Regions from separate parts of the Sus scrofa genome. Here all the other regions are linked to region 1. A link is a contact called in public HiChIP or PLAC-seq data. All regions are on one chromosome and are shown on one strand. The core of a region is the stretch at or near the end of the contact, and the rest is flanking DNA. Distances in the headings are between cores, read along the strand shown.

Evidence for each region. HiChIP or PLAC-seq counts read pairs in DNA pulled down with a chosen protein or histone mark.
Region 2: an H3K27ac HiChIP or PLAC-seq map of alveolar macrophages shows a contact between it and region 1. The contact joins two enhancer-like sites. A contact is called at or near these places in 2 of 47 Hi-C or Micro-C datasets (embryonic fibroblasts and epiblast stem cells) and 1 of 2 datasets of contacts at active chromatin or transcription factors (alveolar macrophages).
Region 3: a contact with region 1 is called in an H3K27ac HiChIP or PLAC-seq map of alveolar macrophages. The contact joins two enhancer-like sites. A contact is called at or near these places in 1 of 47 Hi-C or Micro-C datasets (embryonic fibroblasts) and 1 of 2 datasets of contacts at active chromatin or transcription factors (alveolar macrophages).

What each region holds. Positions count from the first base shown.
Region 1 is chr9:28,143,043-28,145,793 of Sscrofa11.1, reverse strand. The region is part of intron 1 of MAML2 (mastermind-like protein 2); the gene reads left to right. Among named protein-coding and RNA genes, the nearest start is that of MTMR2, 170 kb to the right of the region's middle. Within about 2 kb of position 1,268, at least 14 of the 83 cell types and tissues checked have an H3K27ac peak or open chromatin away from gene starts, as enhancers often do. A contact at or near this core is called in alveolar macrophages, where this site is marked.
Region 2 is chr9:28,271,003-28,274,001 of Sscrofa11.1, reverse strand. All of the region lies in intron 1 of MAML2 (mastermind-like protein 2), which reads left to right. Among named protein-coding and RNA genes, the nearest start is that of MAML2, 100 kb to the left of the region's middle. Within about 2 kb of position 1,456, at least 38 of the 83 cell types and tissues checked have an H3K27ac peak or open chromatin away from gene starts, as enhancers often do. A contact at or near this core is called in alveolar macrophages, where this site is marked.
Region 3 is chr9:28,300,183-28,303,032 of Sscrofa11.1, reverse strand. The region is part of intron 1 of MAML2 (mastermind-like protein 2); the gene reads left to right. Among named protein-coding and RNA genes, the nearest start is that of MAML2, 71 kb to the left of the region's middle. Within about 2 kb of position 1,427, at least 6 of the 83 cell types and tissues checked have an H3K27ac peak or open chromatin away from gene starts, as enhancers often do. A contact at or near this core is called in alveolar macrophages, where this site is marked.

The sequences.
Region 1 (2,751 bases), core at 19-2,518:
AGGTGTCCCCTCCCATAATGGGGCCACAGAGCAGTCCTTCCTGACCATCCTCTGTGACATGGCACACTCTCCTCTCCTGCTCTTCTTCATATTTCGTCAGAGCACTTATTACTTCCTGACCTTTTATGTTGGTTCAGCCACTGTCAGTCTCTCCCACTAGACCCCAGTGAGTCTTTGAAGTCTTTGAAGACTGTGGTTTGCTTGTTCACAACCAGATCTCGCATACGTGGTTCAGAGGCCCCGTGTTCATAGAATGATCATCCTGACCAGACCCTGTAGGAGGTAGCAAGTGAGGCATATGTTGGCCAATTTTTAAAAAATAAATTCTATCGGGGTATAGTTGATTTGCAATGTTGTATTAGATTCAGGTTTACAACAAAGTGAATCATGAGTTCCTGTCATGGCTCAGCAAGTTATGAACCCAGCTAGTATCCATGAGAATGCCAGTTAGATCCCTGGCCTCACCTAGTGGGTTAAGGATCTGGTGTTGCTGCAAGCTTCAGTGTAGGTCACAGATGTGGCTCAGATCTGGCATTGCTGTGGCGTGGCTGTGGCGTAGGCCAGCAGCTGCCGCTCCAATTTGACCCCTGGTCAGGGAACTTCCATATGCCACAGTTGAGCGCCCCCCCAAAAAAGGAATAGTGAATCGGTTTTATATATGTGTGTGTGTGTGTGTGTGTGTGTGTATAGATCCATGCTTTTGTCCCATATAGGTTATTATAGAACATCAAGTAGACCTCCCTGTGCCACACAGTAGGTCCTTGTTAATTATCTATTTTATATATAACAGTGTGCATGCGTTAATCCTGTCCTCCTAAGTCATCTGTCTCCCCTGCCCCAGAGTTTCCCCTTTAGTAACCCTAAGTTTAATTTCAAAATGGTTTCTTTCTATTTTATAAATAATTTCTTTTTGTATCACTTTATCAGAGTCCACATATAAGAGATATCATACGATATTGGTCTTACTCTGTCTGACTTAATTCACCTAATATGATAATCTCTAGGTCCATCCATGTGGCTGCAAATGACATTATTTCACTCCTTGTTATGGGCTAAACAATATTCCATCGTATATATGCACCACATCTTCTTTATCGAATTTAAGTTAATTTAATTTTCTGAGCCAAGATTACATGCAGGATGAATGGAGTAAAATCAAGTTCACTTCCCACCTGAAGCATTTAGCATGCCTCCGCTCTTTGCTTCACCCCCTCTTCTCTCTGTGTGAAACTCCCCGTGTGGCCCCAGCCAGCATGGGAACCCGCCCATCCTCTCCCACTTCTGCTTTTCCTGATTCAGAACCTCAGCAGAAGCATAACTCCGACAACCTGGGTTTCCGGTGATGCTTGCTGCTGGCTCTCCCTGCTTTGCTGGAGACCATGGCCACACAGTTTTTAATCCCAGCCAGCTCACCTCCTCCCGCCCTCACCCTCCCCACTCCTGTTTACTTCTCTGCCGGTTGGATGGGAGTTATTGGCTGTGTTTCACATTCCAGCTCTACTTAATCCTAGCCATGGGAGCTCAGCGCGTGGGGCCTGAGCCCCTTCTGCTGACAAGGACACCTGAGTGGGGCCCTCATATCTGCCATTTACCCAGCTCTCAGGGGAGTCCAATAAGGAGAGAGACCTTTCAGTAGTCACAATTTCCTTTTATGGTGGGGGCCTCTCTGCTTAGTGAAGCTTTAGATGCTACTTCTTTATTTCCAAAAATATTTCAGGCTTTCCCATCCACGCAGCCTGCAACAGAAATCAATGCAAGTGTAGGGAGGGCCCGAGTCTCTGAGATCACAGCTGCAGAAGCCACAACACTGAGAGAGTGGGATTTGCAAAACCAGGGCTACTTGGGGCTGACTTGTGTGAATTCATTTAAAACCGAGGTTCTGAGTGGGGAGGGAGGAGACCGTGAGAAGGAGCAGGAGTGGAGCAGATTAGGATAAAACGATGACTCTGAGAGACAGACATTAAAGTCAGCTGCCTCTGTGTGGATTCCTTGCCAGGAGCCGTCCTAGTACATTTCTCAGCCTGGAATATCTTTCACCCCGGGGCAGAGTCTGGGCCATCAAAAGAATGGTCTGGATTTCCCTCAGAAGGTATGATTCCTTGATTATTTTTTTCGAAACTCTGCCACTCTGGTGATGGCATGCCAATTCCCTGGAGCAGACTTCCCCTCATGTTTCGTTTTTATTTTTAATTTTTCCAGGAGTTGTCTCTAACCACACCTTCTGTGTGTGACTCCAAATACTCTCCCCCCATGAATAAATGAAGCATTATGTCCTAAGCTATACCACTGCCTTCATCTGCTTCCAGTGGTTTCGAGGCATCAGTAGGGCTTAAAAATGTATAGCCCTCCATCCGCCTTTCAGGAGCCACAGAGATGGGGAGAGAGGGGAGGCTGTGTTTACTTAGGGCCAAACTCCCTGGATTTAAGCCTCCATTTTTTTCCCCTTTTTTTTTCCATCGTTCATGACCACTTCCAATGCAAACCCATAGAAGAACGCATTCTCTTTATTCAAACAACAGGAATGGGGAAGCATTAGGAGCAGAGTAAAAGCTGTTCAGTGCGCCTGGATGACTCAGTCTAAAATAGTATTATAGCTTGGCAGCAAACCCACTTCAGGGAAGCTGGTGGGAGACGAAAATAAAAGTTAAATTGAGGGGGTAAATCATTTTATCAGGCTTAGGATTTTTTATTTGATGTAATGAGATTCTCGATGTAAAATGAGCTAATATGTCTGCCCAAGGGCATGGATGT
Region 2 (2,999 bases), core at 207-2,706, 130 kb before region 1:
TCGCAGCTTTGCTACATACTAACTCTCTGACCTATGGCAAATTAATGATCTAAATCGCTATTTCTTCATATGTGCATAATCATAGTTCTACACTGGGTTGTGGAGATTACAATAAATTATGCATGTAAAGAACTTTGTATCACAGTTGGCACATGGCGAGTGCTCAGAAATATTAGCTCTTGTTATTACTGCTATTAACATAACAATAAATGGCTTTAGCCGCATAACCCATTTATTTAAAAAATTTAAGGGTGAATCATTACAACATGTAGGAATTATGAATGTATTGATTGTAGTAGCTTTGGGGATGCCAGTAATTTCTAATCATTGTAGGTCAAATTTTTCTATCCATACGAATATGAAGGGTAAAATAACCGGAAGCTTCTTTATCTACTTTTAGAATTACGAGCATAACTTAGATATGAAAACATTCTTAATGCTTCTCCATGATACAACAGCTGGTTGTATTATGTACCATGTCTTATTAAAGCATCATCATTTTGTACAGTTTAAAATGTTTGTAAGTTCTAGGTAGGATTCTTAAAACAGATGTCTTTCCCTCTAGGATTTATATTTGAGATTCTCAAAAATAGTGATAATATTTTAAAAGATCTTTTAATAGGGTTTCGATCATTAGGCAGTACAGCCCCCAAGTTTTAACTAATCTTCACTCAGACTTCTCTAGAGGAAGGAACAAGATTTTCAGGAGAAAGAATAAGGCACTGAGATCTGCCCCAAGTCAGTTTCCCAAAGAGAAGTCCATCCATGCAGAAGGAGGGCTCTGGGACCCCTAAAGGATTTGGGTCATGCTCAGAGAAGCCTGGCTGTTCAGAAGGCACTTTAAGTTTTCCTCCTAATTTTAACATCTGGGTTTGCCTTCCTGGCGGCGTGGGGTAGACATGAGTCTAAGGCTGCTGAGAAAGGGATGTGGGCTTCTCAGGTGATGCTCTGGCAAGGCCAGAGCTGCGCGGCTGGTGTCCCGCTTGTAGTGTGGACACGCGCAGATTGTTTTGAACTTGAGCAATACCTCCTGTTTTCTTTCCACTCTATTTCTGTTTGTGCAGAGCTGGCCTTTTCTGGCAGGAAGTGCCAGCCATTTAAGGAGTGCAAGCAATTCCCGACAGCCAGCCCCTTTCCCCCCACCACCCCCACCTCCTGGCTGCTTTGCCTCCATCCCATTGGCCTGGAGGCTGGCTGGGGTTTATCCCTGCGAAGGTTCGCATTTTTAAAATGTCTTCTTTTGTCAGCTTGAGATTTTCCAGAATTTAAAAGCGGAAAGGAAGAGAGGAATACAAGGAAGCTATTAAAGATATATTAAATAAACTCTACTGGGAGCAAGTGTGTGTTTAAGAGAGAATCTGTAACTTTTGCAAGGGAAGTTTTGGTGATTGCTTATTATTTTAACAGAGAGAGAGGGAGAGGGAGGGAGGGAGGGAGTGTGTGTGTGTGTATATGTGTGTGTGTGTTTGTGTGTTTTCTCCCTGAACTGGAGAAGCAGATGTTTAAAGGAGAAGGGCAGGAAGCAGCTCTGACAAATGAAAGGATTTTTGATTGAATTCATGAGCTAAAGTTTCCTGCCAGTAATTCATTCAACCCTAGGCTACATAAAAGAAAACCCCACATAATTGAATTTTAATCGCCTAACTTTTAACATACAACCAGAACAGGCAAGTGGAGCTGCCACAGGTAAAACTGAAATAATGCTGTAAGCTGATCTTAGATGATTATTTATTGGTAGTTTAAAAAAATTATGATACCCCTTGCTTCATACCGCTCCTCCTTTGTGTGTGTGTGTACCAGAGGCTATTCCTTATTGTCGTATAAGTTAAACTCCTTCGTGCAGATTTTTTTCTTTAAGCTGTTTTGTGAGCAGGTGCAGATGGCTTTCATGAAGTGAGCCAATTGAAATGTTCTGTTACAGCCTGTAGAAACCGAGGTTTTAAAAACTGAAACAACTGTGTTCTGTGCTGTATCCATAATTCAGCTGGAAAATGTTTTCCCCATTTTATGATGAAATCTACCACTTCTGTTTCTTTCTTTTAATGAATTTGGTTTGTCTGCAGCCTTGAGGAAATCTTGTCACTAAAATCCACCCTCAATGCTCCTCCAGTATTTTTCAGCCTGATGATTTCACAACCAGGGCCGTTGCAAAATACGGGTAAATGGGCTTTTTTAAAATCCCTGGAGATTTTTAAGAACTTTTTTTTCCTATCTTTTTTTCTTCACAGAGTACTCAAGTAAACAGCTTCAGGAAGACTGAAAACATTGAGACTTTTATACCTTTTCATAAATATAATATGAAGTAAGCTACTTTTCTTCGTGAAGTCTTATAATTTTAGAACAAGCAATAGAAAGTTGGGGAGTGCATACATCCTAAAAACTCTTGGTCTGGTGCTTGCGTTGTTATTGAGTCCTCCTCAAAACAAAGAGCAAACTAACTCCTTCGGGGCACAGAAGTTTCTGTGGCCAGGGTGGTGATGAGCTGCAGCTTTCTGCTCAATCACACTCATATGGGCACCAATAGCAAGGCCATAAACCAAGGAGTCATAGCCAAAAGCCAGAAGGAGCTGCACTCTGAAGTGAACAACAAAACCCAAATATCTATGTTGTAACTGAAGCCAAACATGTCCAAAAATAGACCTAATGAACTACTTTAAACCAGCATGATACCTACATAATTTCTAAAATGATTAAACAAAGCAAACTAGAGCTTCAGAAAATTCCACAAACTTAACCTGAAACAAACCAAGTGCCCATTGGTTTGGCTCTGTGTACTGGTGTTGTTTATGGGATCCCAGCAGGAAATGAAGGGTTTGGATCTTGCTCTTATGTTGACCTTTACAACGACGACTGTCCCAAGAACTCTGACTCAGGCAGCAAACATTAAGGGGCAATACCTGTTTTATTGTCAGACAGAGATCCAGACCCCAAAGGACAGTGTTTCCCACCCTTAGCGCTAATGAGAGTGTCATCAGCATTGTTTCAAAAAGGCTTCCCAA
Region 3 (2,850 bases), core at 178-2,677, 160 kb before region 1:
TATAAAAGGAAAAAGCACTTTTATGCAAACCAGGTCAAGGGACCGGAGGATGTCTGGTTGACTGAGAACCAGGGAGGAACTAGATTCAATACTTAGATGTTGGCTAAGCCCTGAGAAATTTGTCATTTGTCCTCTTCTTTCTCCTCTCTTTGTGTGTCTTCCCTTAAATATTGCATAGTGCTTTGTAGTTTGCAAAGGACTTTGACACACAACATCTCCCTTCTTTTTTCGGTGTACTGAATGCAGGAATGAACAAAAGGTCATTATTAAGAAGGTCTGTGAGTTTAGGCACTGAACACTGCAAGTGACCACTCAGCAATGGGGAGACTTTTCTGATGCTGCTTCTCTCCTTATAATGAAGATATCATCCATAATTAACTTAGTAATAGATCTGCTCCCTCTGTGCCCTCTGTGGGATGGCTTTGGATTAGCCTAGGGTTTTAAAACCTTCCTCCTTTGCCCAAGGCCACATATTCAACTGTGTAATGGCCAGGTCTACTTGGTTGACCCATGGTCATGTCAGTTTCAATGTCCTCAACTACAGTTTCCCCTTGAAGCTGTTCTTTCTCCTGTACTCTTCATAGCAGTAAATGATAGTCTTTCATCTCAGCCAGAAATATGAGAGTTCTCATGGATTCCACCCTCTCACTCACTTTTCAGTTTCTAGAAATGACCCAATTTCTCTATTGTCTGCTGCCTTACTATCTCACCTCATCCTCTCTTCTCCATTCTCCTCACTGCTGCATTGTTAGCTTCTCCAGATCTCTCATTTTCTCACTTTTACTGTAATAAAAATATCCCAAGCAATTGCCCTGCTTTCAGGCTAATCCCTTCCAATATGAAGCTGCCAGAGTGGTTTTTTCAAAAATATTCTTATGTTTATCATAAATTCAAATTCATTAGCAAAGCACACAAAGGGCTTTCTGATGTGATGTTGCTGAACAAAACTGTTGGCAGCCCTAGAAGGCAACGTGTGCTTGACGTTGCTGTGCTGTTCCCTCCACCTGGAAAGCCCTTCCAGTTTCTGTTTAAAAATCTCCTGTTCACATTCACTGCTCAAAGAACTATGGGTCATTGTATTAGGAAAGACTTCTCCATCCACTGCCTCCCCAGCTTGCCAGCTTGAGTTTGTTCCTCTTTCACCCTCTCATAACTCTCAATCCATCATAATGTTTTACATATCTCATTATAGCATTTAACGTGTTGAACTCTAGTGACTGTTTTGCTGGGCTGTCCACCTCCCTCCCTGTAAGCTCCTCAGGGCAGAGATGAGTCCTGATGGGCTTTAGCACAGGGACCTGCAACAGAAGAAGCATTTGGTAAATGTTGAACAGAATCTGTTTCACTTTTTCCCGAGCACAAAGCATGCATGAAAGAGATTAATTTACTCCACATGGGAAGTTGCTGCGCAGGCTTACCAAAAGGTCAGGTCTATATAAAGTGGTGTTACTTTTTGTTCCCCTTTCCTTTAGTAAGACCTTAAGAAAAAAAGTGCAGTTTAAAAGCTGGGACCTATGGAACTGATCTCTGAAATGAAAAAATGATTGCAAAATCAGATTCACACAGCACCTAAACTATTCCCTCAGCTATTCCTTAAGTGCTTCTCAAAGTGTGGTCCCCAGAACAGCAGCAGTGGCATCATGGGGGATTCTTTACACATGCAGAGTATTGGACCCCACCCCAGACTGTCTGAATTGGAGGCTCTGGGGATGGGGTTTAGCGCTCTTTTAACAAACCCTCTTGATGATCCTAATGGTGACCCCAGTTTGAGAACTACTTCCCTGAGGGTTAAAAAAATTTAAAAACACCCACAAAAGGATATTAGCATTTATGGAGCACTGTTATGTGCCAGGCCATATTAACATTATTATAATGTTTTTCACAATACCAGGTTAGCACATCAAGATTTAATTCTGCTAAGATACCTTTTGTTCTATTTAAATTAGTTTAGGGAGTTCCCGTTGTGGCTCAGAGGTTAACGAACCCCACTAGTATCCGTGAGGACACAGGTTCGATTCCTGGCCTTGCTCAGGAGGTTAAAGATCCCGCGTTGCTGTGGTTGTGGTGTAGGCTGGCAGCTGTAGCTCCTATTCGACCCCTAGCCCAGGAACCTCTATATGCCGCAGGAGCAGCCTTAAAAAGACCAAAATAACTAACTAACTAAATAAAAATTAGTTTAGGTACAGCTGTCTTGATTTTGCTATAGTATCTAGTCAGGCAAAATGCTGCGTTCTCTGCAGTGCTGTCTCTCACTGTTCCCCAGGAGTGATTCCTCGTTTCTTTACACTGATTTGTGGCCCTGAAGTGACACTCAAAACATATTGCCTTGAATCATAGATATCTACTCAGCTTGCTTATCTCTCAAACTGTGAATTTTTACAAAGTATAGACCCTGTTTTGTGTGCGGAGGCCTGCACTCTGCTTTAGATAGTACCTTCCACGGATGAGCTAAACATTAGATGGATATCAATTGGATGGATGAATGGATCTTACAATATTTATCACAGCGCTGTACAGATTGAGGCTTGTACTACACAGAACAGGGATTAAAAGCTTTTTGGGTTTTTTGTCTGAGAAGCAATATCATCTGCTTATGTGGAAGAGAAGGGGAGAAATAATTGTGGAAATGGAGAATTAGCCTTTTTTTCCCCCCTCTTCTTTTTGGTAGCTACTTCTCAAGCCACTTCTTTGCCTGATTGGTGGTTTAGAGACATAAACATATAAGTGTGTGGACTTATTTAACTCCATGAATCTCAGAAGCTAGTGTTTACAATCTATCTCAAGTATAAAATCTTGTTTGGTTGGAACTAAGGGCATCAATCCAGGTTGTCATGATGATAACACATCACT